2 separate regions of the Gossypium hirsutum genome follow, and region 2 is linked to region 1. The links are chromatin contacts, called in public Hi-C maps. All regions are on one chromosome and are shown on one strand. Each heading gives the region's core, a stretch centred on a gene start, on an enhancer-like site or on the middle of the called end of the contact. The rest is flanking DNA. Distances are from core to core; before and after follow the strand shown.

The links. A called contact is a pair of places that touch in the nucleus more often than the background predicts.
Region 2: a contact with region 1 is called in a Hi-C map of leaf, with 1.7 times the contacts expected there. The contact joins the promoter of LOC121229581 here to the promoter of LOC107897909 in region 1. A contact is called at or near these places in 2 of 34 Hi-C or Micro-C datasets (both in leaf).

The regions. Positions count from the first base shown.
Region 1 is chrA05:98,720,190-98,725,021 of Gossypium_hirsutum_v2.1, forward strand. LOC107897909 reads right to left here and starts at 1,692. Exons shown (of 5, transcript XM_016823513.2): 1 at 1,208-1,692; 2 at 1,041-1,114; 3 at 215-520; 4 at 45-128. The coding sequence starts at 1,591. It overlaps LOC107897910 (serine/threonine-protein kinase D6PK), which reads right to left. Exons shown (of 3, transcript XM_016823514.2): 3 at 4,336-4,832. The coding sequence ends at 4,547.
Region 2 is chrA05:99,072,430-99,076,932 of Gossypium_hirsutum_v2.1, forward strand. LOC121229581 (probable galactinol--sucrose galactosyltransferase 5) reads right to left here and starts at 2,005. Exons shown (of 4, transcript XM_041114231.1): 1 at 484-2,005; 2 at 1-28. The coding sequence starts at 1,719.

The sequences.
Region 1 (4,832 bases), core at 442-2,941:
ACTAACTTAGGTTCAGCACAAACAAAATGTCAAAATCCACAAACCTCCAAAGACGTTCTATTATTTTGCCATTCGCAATGTGCTGATCCAGCAATTCAGGTACATCTTCAGGAGTAACATAGCCATACCTGCAATTGTTTGAGGCGAAGTAATCAATTACATCAAAATCCATCCAATACAAAGAAGCATGATGAGACAGGGATGTAGATATTACCAGTGGCCCGTAATTTTTCCCTTGGAATCTGGACTGAAGATAATCAAGTTCCCAGCATACTTATGCCCTCCAATGTGAGAGCAAGCATTTACAAACACCTGATCCTTCAATCCTCGCAATGCAATCTCCTCATTCAGCTTTTCAATCAGGATTGGTCCACATACACCACATCTCTTGTCACGATTACCATGAGCACACACAAAGACATAAGAACCAGTAAACGTCTCCTGCACTCCGGAAGCCCATGGTTTGCCATTCACAAGCACATCCTCAACAAAGCCATCCACATCACCCTCAGTCAAACCCCTACCATCAGAACAACAAAAGATCCTCAGCATAAGAATCCCTTATCTCATAATCTATTAATAGAATTTTCCCATTATTTTTCAAACAAAAAAAGAAAAATATTCTATCTCAACTCAACATATAAGCATTAGAAAATAGTAAATAAAGCAAACTCTAGCGCATGATATGCTGGCCTACAATTTACAGGAGGATTGCATTGACACAGTCAGACCTTCAACTTTTGACACATTTCACCATTTAGTTAAGCATGAAAATTATTGTCTACTGTTATAAAAAAAAATGAAGTCAATAATTCAAGAAAGGCTACTTTCATGATTTACAAATAACCAAATCAGAAATCATTTTACTTTTTTTTTGGGGGGGGGGGAATCAGATTCTTAAACCGATAATTTTTTTGAAAAGTAAATTTCTCACTAAAAATCTATTCGGTTTTACAGCATCCGATCTTGTAAAGGAAAGTCAACAATATCTAAAAAGGATATTAGTTCTAAAACATTCAAGACAGTAAAGGAAAACTTACTTGTATTTGATCATTTCAGGGAAAATCAGCACATCTCCATCAGATTGCTCTCCTTCAATAACCGTCAACAGTGTCTATCAAAGAAAAAAAGAGAAGGAAAAAAAAAGATCAATTGAAATTCAAACCTTAAAGGCAATGGTGAACTGATAGAAACAAGAAGAACGAACCTTAACAGGGATGTCGTTTTTGCGAGACTTAAGAGTGGAGGAGAAAAGCTTAGGAAGGGAATCCTCTTCGACGCGGGAAGCCCAATCGGTATAGGACCTATGGCGGAGGAACAAGTGACGGTCGTAAGGATTGACGGTGCCAGCAAGGTTACTCGAGTACATCTCCTCGCGCGTGAAGCCATACTTCGCCTCATCTTCGGCGGATACAGTTGAGAAGTTGCTAGGATCCGCCATGGAAGAAGAAGAAACAGAAGGCAAAGGTTTTAGAGAAACGTTAAGCTGAGTTCGAGCAAAGGAAATGGAGGATGTGAAGAAGCAGGGGGAAGGGTGCGCAATGCGCATAAGGGGAGCTTTGAAAGAAAAATTGAATCGAGCGTAAATCATACGCGCGGACTGAGATTGAAGGAGCGGATTAGCTGGTGTTAGGGTTATTGAAGGTTCGGTAGAACTGCTTTCTTTCTCTTTTATTTTCTTTTTTTATTTTTTTTTCAATTTGAGTTAATTATAAGGGATAATATAACTTTTGGCCTTGAACTTGATAATTAGGTCTATATTGGCCTGAAATTTTTTTATCCACTTTGACTCATGAACTTAAAAATCATTATTTATTTAAGCTCATTCTGTTAATGATCGTGAAAAAAAAGAAGATAATATAACTTTTTACCTCTGAACTTGGCAAATAGGTCCATATTGGCCCCTGAACTTGGCAAGTAGGTCCACATTAGCCCTTAAATTTGACCACTAGGTTCACTTTAGTACCTATACTTTTTTGGGTTAATTTTAAGCTTGACAATTAGATCTATTTTGATCCCTAAACTTAAAAAACCTAAAAGTTTAATGATGTGACACTCTTTAAAAAAAAAATTTTAGATGATGATGTGGTACAATCCTAAAGTGTCATAGTTTTTGTTTTAATAATCGAACCTATGATTGAACAGGTTAGACCACCAGTTCTCAATTCAACCAGTTAACCATTGAACCAATAATAAATAATTAATTAATTAAAAATTCATAAAAATCTAAAAAGAAGTAAAAAATATAAATGCGATTTTACTTCTTTTAGATTTTTATGAATTTTTAATTAATTATTTAATTATTGTTAGTTTGACAATTGAACCAATTAAACTTGTTGAATTGAGAATTGGTGGTCTAACCTGTTCAATTATCTGAATTTATTGAAACACTAAATATAACACTCTGAGATTGTACCACCTCATCATCTAAATTTTTTTTTATTTTTCAAGTAATGTTGTGGCACAATCTTAGAGAGCCGCAACATTTAACTTTTAGATTTTTCAATTTCAATGATCAAAATGGATAAAAAAGGAGTACAAGTTTTAAAGGAAACCTAATTGTCTATTTCATGGACCAATGTGGACCTACTTGTCAAGTTTAGGGGCCAAAAGTTACATTATCCATTTTTTTTTCACGTGACAGAATAGGCTTAAATGAATAACAATTTTCAAGTTCAGAGATCAAAATGAATACAAATAAAGTATAGGAACCAATATGGACCTACTTATCAAGTTCAGGGGTCGAAAATTATATTGTGCCTAATTAAAATGAAATTTATAGGAAGTAGCAAATTCATACCAACGGAATAGTCAAAAAAATTAAACTTCACAAATAATAGTATACGTATTCATATTGTTAAACTACACCATTAGCAACAAAAGTATAGATAAGTTTTTGTTTTGGTCACTTGATTAAAAAAGTTATAATTTGGTCCTTAAATTATTTTAAAGTTTTCATTTAAGTCACTCAACTATTCAAAAGTTTTTATTTAAATCACTGGGTTGTTAAGTATTTTTTTAAAGTTCCAGAAGTGAACTCCAAGCGATGATTCGATGATTGATACAGGAGATCAATATCTATCAATGAGTAAAAGAACATACTTTAGATCTAAGTTGATTTAACAGTCAGTGTCGAAGATTGAAGAAAAAAATTCATTTGAATTTTGGTTCACAATTTGTGACATTCAAAGTTATTTCATGAAAAAACTGAACTATAGAAGAGAAGGGGAAAGAGAACTTTCGGTTAGTGCAGATAATACAGATAAAGAAATCTATGTAGCATCGATTTTAACAGTCCAGTGACTTAAATAAAAACTTTTGAATAGTTCAATAAGCAAATTGTAACTTTTTTAGTTAAGTGACCAAAACGAAAATTTACTCATAATTTAGTGATATAGTTCAGTTTACCCACATATATATTAGATGAGATCAAGGTATTAATGTGATATGATTAGCAAAAATTCTTAAAAAACCTAAAAACATTTATGAAATAAAATAACATTAAAATATGTGATAGGTCTTTATACTATTTGAAATTTTAAAATTTAAAATTTAAAATTTAACCTTTATACTTTTATTTTTATAAATTTAGTCTATTTACTTTTTAAATTTTAAAATTCAAGTCCAATTGTTAACTCCATTTAATTTTTTTGTTAAATTTAGATTAATTACAACAATTTTGTAATTACATAGTTACTAAATAAATATTTATTTTTAAAATGTCACACCGACAAATTAAATCGTGTTAAAAATTAGATCTAAATTTTAAAATTTGAAAAATAACAAGATTAAATATCTGGAAATAAAAAAACCAGGACTGGAACTAAATTCAAAAATTTTAAAAGTAGATGTACTTATAACATATTTTAATCACAAAATAAAATATAAATCATAGGCGTCGTTATTGAAAAACCCAAAGAATAATAGGTGCAATTACCGCCATGGATAGCCGGTGAACTAGTAAAAATTTCTAGAAAGGAAGCAGGTCCCACCTACACGGTAATCACAGTAATAAACCAAGGACCACCTAGGCCCGACCTTACGTGATTTGATTTCCCCCTCCGATCACGTTGGAGAAACGAAGATATTTTTTCGTGTACGCCAAGTAGGTGGGACCCTTCCCAATTACAAGGCCCCACGTTACTCTTAGCTGACGAAGCGCGTGGGAGAAAAAGAAAAATGAGTTCTGGTTTGCAAACGTGGAATGTTTTACTTGGGCCTTTCATGACGAACGCGTCACTTGGTAATTATTGGCCCAAGTCAATAGTCCGTTTAATTTTCTCTTTATTTTTTTTCAATATAATATTAAAATAAAATCCAATAAAACACCATATATCCTTTCAATTCATTTGAATTCAGATGATATTTTTTTTTCAAAGAAAACGCAGTTGTTTGTGGGAGGGGGGGGGGTGGAGCTTCAAAGTACATGTCCCTATCAAAGGAAACTAACGATTTAGCAAAAGATTAGAGACCAGTTGTGCACAATTGAAGTGAAGGTGCATGGTGTTGGAAACATTGTTTCTAAGAAAGAAAATGATTACGAGAATCAAAAGAAATCAATCTCTAAATAATTACCAGAAGGCTTCACATCTAAACCCGGAACCTTGTCATTGGTTGGTGGTACCTTTGCCGAGTTTGTTCCAGCAGAACAGTCCATCACAACTTGCTTCGGCACATCGGGTGGATTTGCACAACGAATGAGAGCCCAATTCACACTTTGAAAGAATGGATGCTGTTTAATTTCAGTTGCGCCACGCCTATAGGCAAGCCGATGCTGCGGTTCCTTTACGAGTAAACCTCTGATCAAGTCCTTAGCAGCAAAGCTCACACTA
Region 2 (4,503 bases), core at 755-3,254, 350 kb after region 1:
CATAGTTTTCACACAGCATTTCCAACAGCTGTTTCAAAAAGAAAACAACATAATTAAATATTTAAATTATGATAAAATCAGATTAAAAGATGTAAAAAAAAATATTTGTTTTAAAATTTTGTGACAAAGATTTGTTGAGAAATGACCAAAAATAACGTGTGGCAAATAAAATTATTAGGAGCAGTTACGTGCCGACCAAATGTGAAATATGTCAAAGTAACTGAACCAAACCGAAATTTTGTCTGTATATTAAAACTCTAGTCAAAGTAAAAAAAAAAAAAGAGAAAAAGTAAAGGATTAAGATTTGGTCGGTCATAGCATAGACACTTTCAATTTTTTATTTTCATGAATTTTCTAGAAATCTTGGATACCTATTAAAACTCATATTTAAAAAAAAATCATTCTTTTAAGAAACAATTACATCTAAATATTTTAAAATAAATTAAATTCTTTTAATTAAAAATAATAGTAGTAATCACTTACATGAATCACGTCAACTTTAACTCCGTCAATTCCAACATTTTCCAAATGAGAATGAATTCCTTCATAAAGTTGATCAGCCATCTCCGGCGGCACTAATCCGATACCAATATTGACAATCTTATCGACGGCAAGATCCTCCATCGTTTTCTTCAATCCCGGAGACAATTCCGGCTTAATAACCTTGGTTTCCGGCAATCCAGGGACATTAGGCCTTAAACCACCCCAATATCCACACAGGGCATGCCACACATAAACAAAGTCTACAGTGTTGAATTCCTCCTTAAGATCCTTGATAAAGGCACCCATGCCCTTATTAGTGGAACCATTAGCCAAACTCCTTGGGCTAACATAGTCCCTAAACTTGTAATTCTCTTGAAACTTCAAGAGCCTGCATGGCATTTGCTCCCCGGCCACGGTACAATTCATGCCTTCTTTAGTGATGGGGTCCTCATCATGGCTAATGGATTGCCACCCATCATCAATCAGCACCAGCCCTGGTGGGCACCCACCGTCGACAAGACCTTTCACACCTTCCCAAACACCTTGAGGGTGCACGGTAAGGTAAAATGCGTCCCACGTGCACCAACCAAATTTGTCCACGATCCCTGGTGGGGTTTTCTCTTCTAACAACTTGAAGGTTCCAAGGTGAGTCCTAATCACTTTCATGGCATCCTTCACCAAAATGAACGGATCTTCGCCGATGTGAACGTAAACAACACTCCGGAAGCTGGCTGCAGCCACCTTCGTCGAGCCGCTTTCGACACAAACGTCGACGTTGTTGTCTGTTCCGGGCTGAAGCGAAGCCCTGAAAGGGCCTTCGATGAGAGGGAGGAGGAGGACATAAGGCCTGCCGGAGTCTGATCTATCGAGGATCACCATTTGAGTTTCGTTTTCAAGGTCGCTCCCGTTGGAACCAACCCAATGAGTGGTCCACCAGACTTTGAACCTGAAAATGCTCATAAACTTGATGTTCTTCAGCTTCCCAATGGGAACAACATGGCGGCTGTCCGATTCAACAGTGCCGAACCCTACAAAGGATCCAACACTGGGAATTGATTTGTCAGTGGTGGAAACATAAGGGGAAGGAGTAACAGTGATGTTAGCAGGGACATCAGTGAGAAAAACGTGGCCATTGGCAATGAAGTTTGAGCCTTCCAGTGAGATTAATGACTGGTTGTTATGGCCATCAACTAGGCCTGAAACACCAGAACTAACCTTCGTCAAGCTTGGAGCCATAATGAAAAACCAAACCAAATAAAAAAAAGGGTTTTTGCTGTTTTGTTTTAAGAAATCAAAAGAGATCGAAACAGTCAATTGAATGAGGTAAGAAAAAAACTGAGATTTTGAAAAGGAAAAATAAAAATCAGTGAAAATAGTTTGCTTTGATTTTGTGTTTTTAAAAGCTTTAAAATTTGCTTGCTTTGGTTGCTCAATCGAACTGGCCAATGCTCTAATTTATAGGCTTAATTCAGAGCGAAGTTGAGGAGAAGTTTCATTTGCAGGAAAAAAGGAAGGAAATATTAAATTTAAAAAGAAATTTAAAAAAAAATAAAAAAGCGAGGGGGTGATTTGAAATTTGCTTTATTTAATTAATTTTATTGAATAGTGTGGGTCATACTCTTTATTAAATGAAATTTACTTTAGATTATCCAAGATACTTTCTATTATGTCATCAATCATGTCAAAAGTTTGAAAGTCCAGAAGGATCGACAAGTGTAAAATATAGAGGCTCCTTAAATCTTGGTATTTTGTTTTGACTAGATTGAAAAGGATGCCACATCGATAATTTTACATATATTTTTCAAAGAATTAATTCATTTTATTAAATTCCAAAAAATAATAAACAATACTAACAAAATCAGTCTCAATAAATATGGTTCCATTTAAATTTAATAAATTTACAAAAGTATAAAACTGCTATTCAAATTCGATAACAACTTATTTATATTATTATTTTGTTTAAATCATCAATAAGTTCTAATTAAATCGAGAAATGATTTAAATATCGTATTTTTTATAAACTAAATTTTATTATAGGTAAGCTATAACATTCATCACTAACTATATATAATTTTTTATTTTGATCACTAAATTATAAAAAGTTATAATTTAGTCACTAAAATTTTTTAAGATTACTCTTTTTAGCCATTTGTTAACTCTTAATGAAATGGTCGCATCGCGCTAACTAAGATAAATTTAATCCACCTAAATATGCTATGTGAATTTTCTAATTTCCATATTAAATGAAACAATGCGTTTTACACCAATAAAAATCATTTCTTCACCATCTTTCTCCTTTACCCTTTAATGCTCTCTCCAAAGTTGATTAGAAAGTTAAACTAAACCCAAACTTTGACACCCACAAATTTCAAGCCACCATACCTCCATCACAAGTTGATCCAAAACTTCGACCCATGGTAATTTTCACCTAAACTCTTCAAATCCAACCTCTGTTTCAAAGCTATTTTGTTCCTAAGTACTCGAAAACACTAGAAGAAAAATGTAAGGTGTGATACGATTATCATTACTATAAAAGTGTTGATGGTTACTAAACTAACTATAATTACGATAAAGGCAAGCACACCTATTAAGCAATAGTATAATTAAGGTGAGTAGCGAATATCGTATCCACGAGGACTAAAAGTACTAGTAATTACTATTTTTCTATTATTTAGCCGGTAAATTGGGATGATTATTTTTAATCTAAATTTACTAAACTAATTATTAAGAACGCAACAGAGAGTGAATTAGGAAAATAATCGAATAAAACCAATGAGATAAACAATACCTAGGAAAGAATCCACCTAGACTTCACTTATTATTCTGAATCTGAATTAAACGATTTATTCACTTGTGCCTTGATCTGTAGAAATCCCTAAATTATGTTAACATCTTTTTCGAGAGTAAGAACAACTAACTCTAGGTTGATTAATTGAAATCTCTTTCTAATTAAAGCCCCTATTGTCGCATTAACTCGATCTATGAGTTCTCTTATTAAATTTGACTCTAATCCGATAGATTTATGTCGTCCTATTTCTAGAATTGCATGCAACTCCACTCAATTATACTAGATTTACTCTTAAACAGAGACTTTTGCTCCACTGAGATAAGCACATTTAACATGAATTAATATCTTGAAAATATTAAAACATGAAATAAGCATACATAATTGAGAACAAGAATCAAGTATTTATCATGTAATTCAGAGCTCAAATAATAAGATTCATCATAGGTTTCATTTTCCCTAGGTATCTAGGGAATTTAGTTCATAATTTGGAATTAAAACATCTCAATGTTAAGATAGCAGCAAGACATAAAGAAACCCAATAAAACTTCTAGAGAAATTAAATGGAGATCTTCAATCTTGAATGAGATCCGCTTCTGAGTTGCTTCCAATGGTGTTCTTCAAGTAATTTCTTTGTTCTTCTTTGCGTGCTCCCTTAAGTCCTCTTCTAGTATGTATTTATGAACTTTAGAATGCTCAGAAACCCTAAAAATTAGGTTTTTCCTCGTAAAACTCTTCAAATCCAACCTCTGTTTCAAAGCTATTTTGTGCCTAAGTACTCGAAAACGCTAGAAGAAAAATGTAAGGTGTGATACAATTATCATTACTATAAGAGTGTGTGCATATGTTTATTTCAAAAACCTTGCAGAGAACAATGAAAATTTGATAGAAAAATAAAAAAGTCTAAGACCAAAAAAAATGAAATTTATAGTATTAGTTTGAAAAATGATTTTTTTTTTGTTCATTGTAAATGCAATTATTTTTCTTTGAATGATTCTTGACAAATTTTCTATTTATGAGCATTAATGGAGTTAAATGAAAGTCCTTCTTTCTTTTAAGTCAAAAGCAAAGAACTTGAAGGTGAAGATTACTTACTACATTCTTTACTATAATATCTATGTCTTCAAGTTAGCTTAGCAATGAAACATTTGAAGGTCAACTCAAATAGTTTAAGAGTCATGATTCGATCTAGCTATGAATAATACAAAGGTTAGATTTGAAGAGTTTAGATGAAA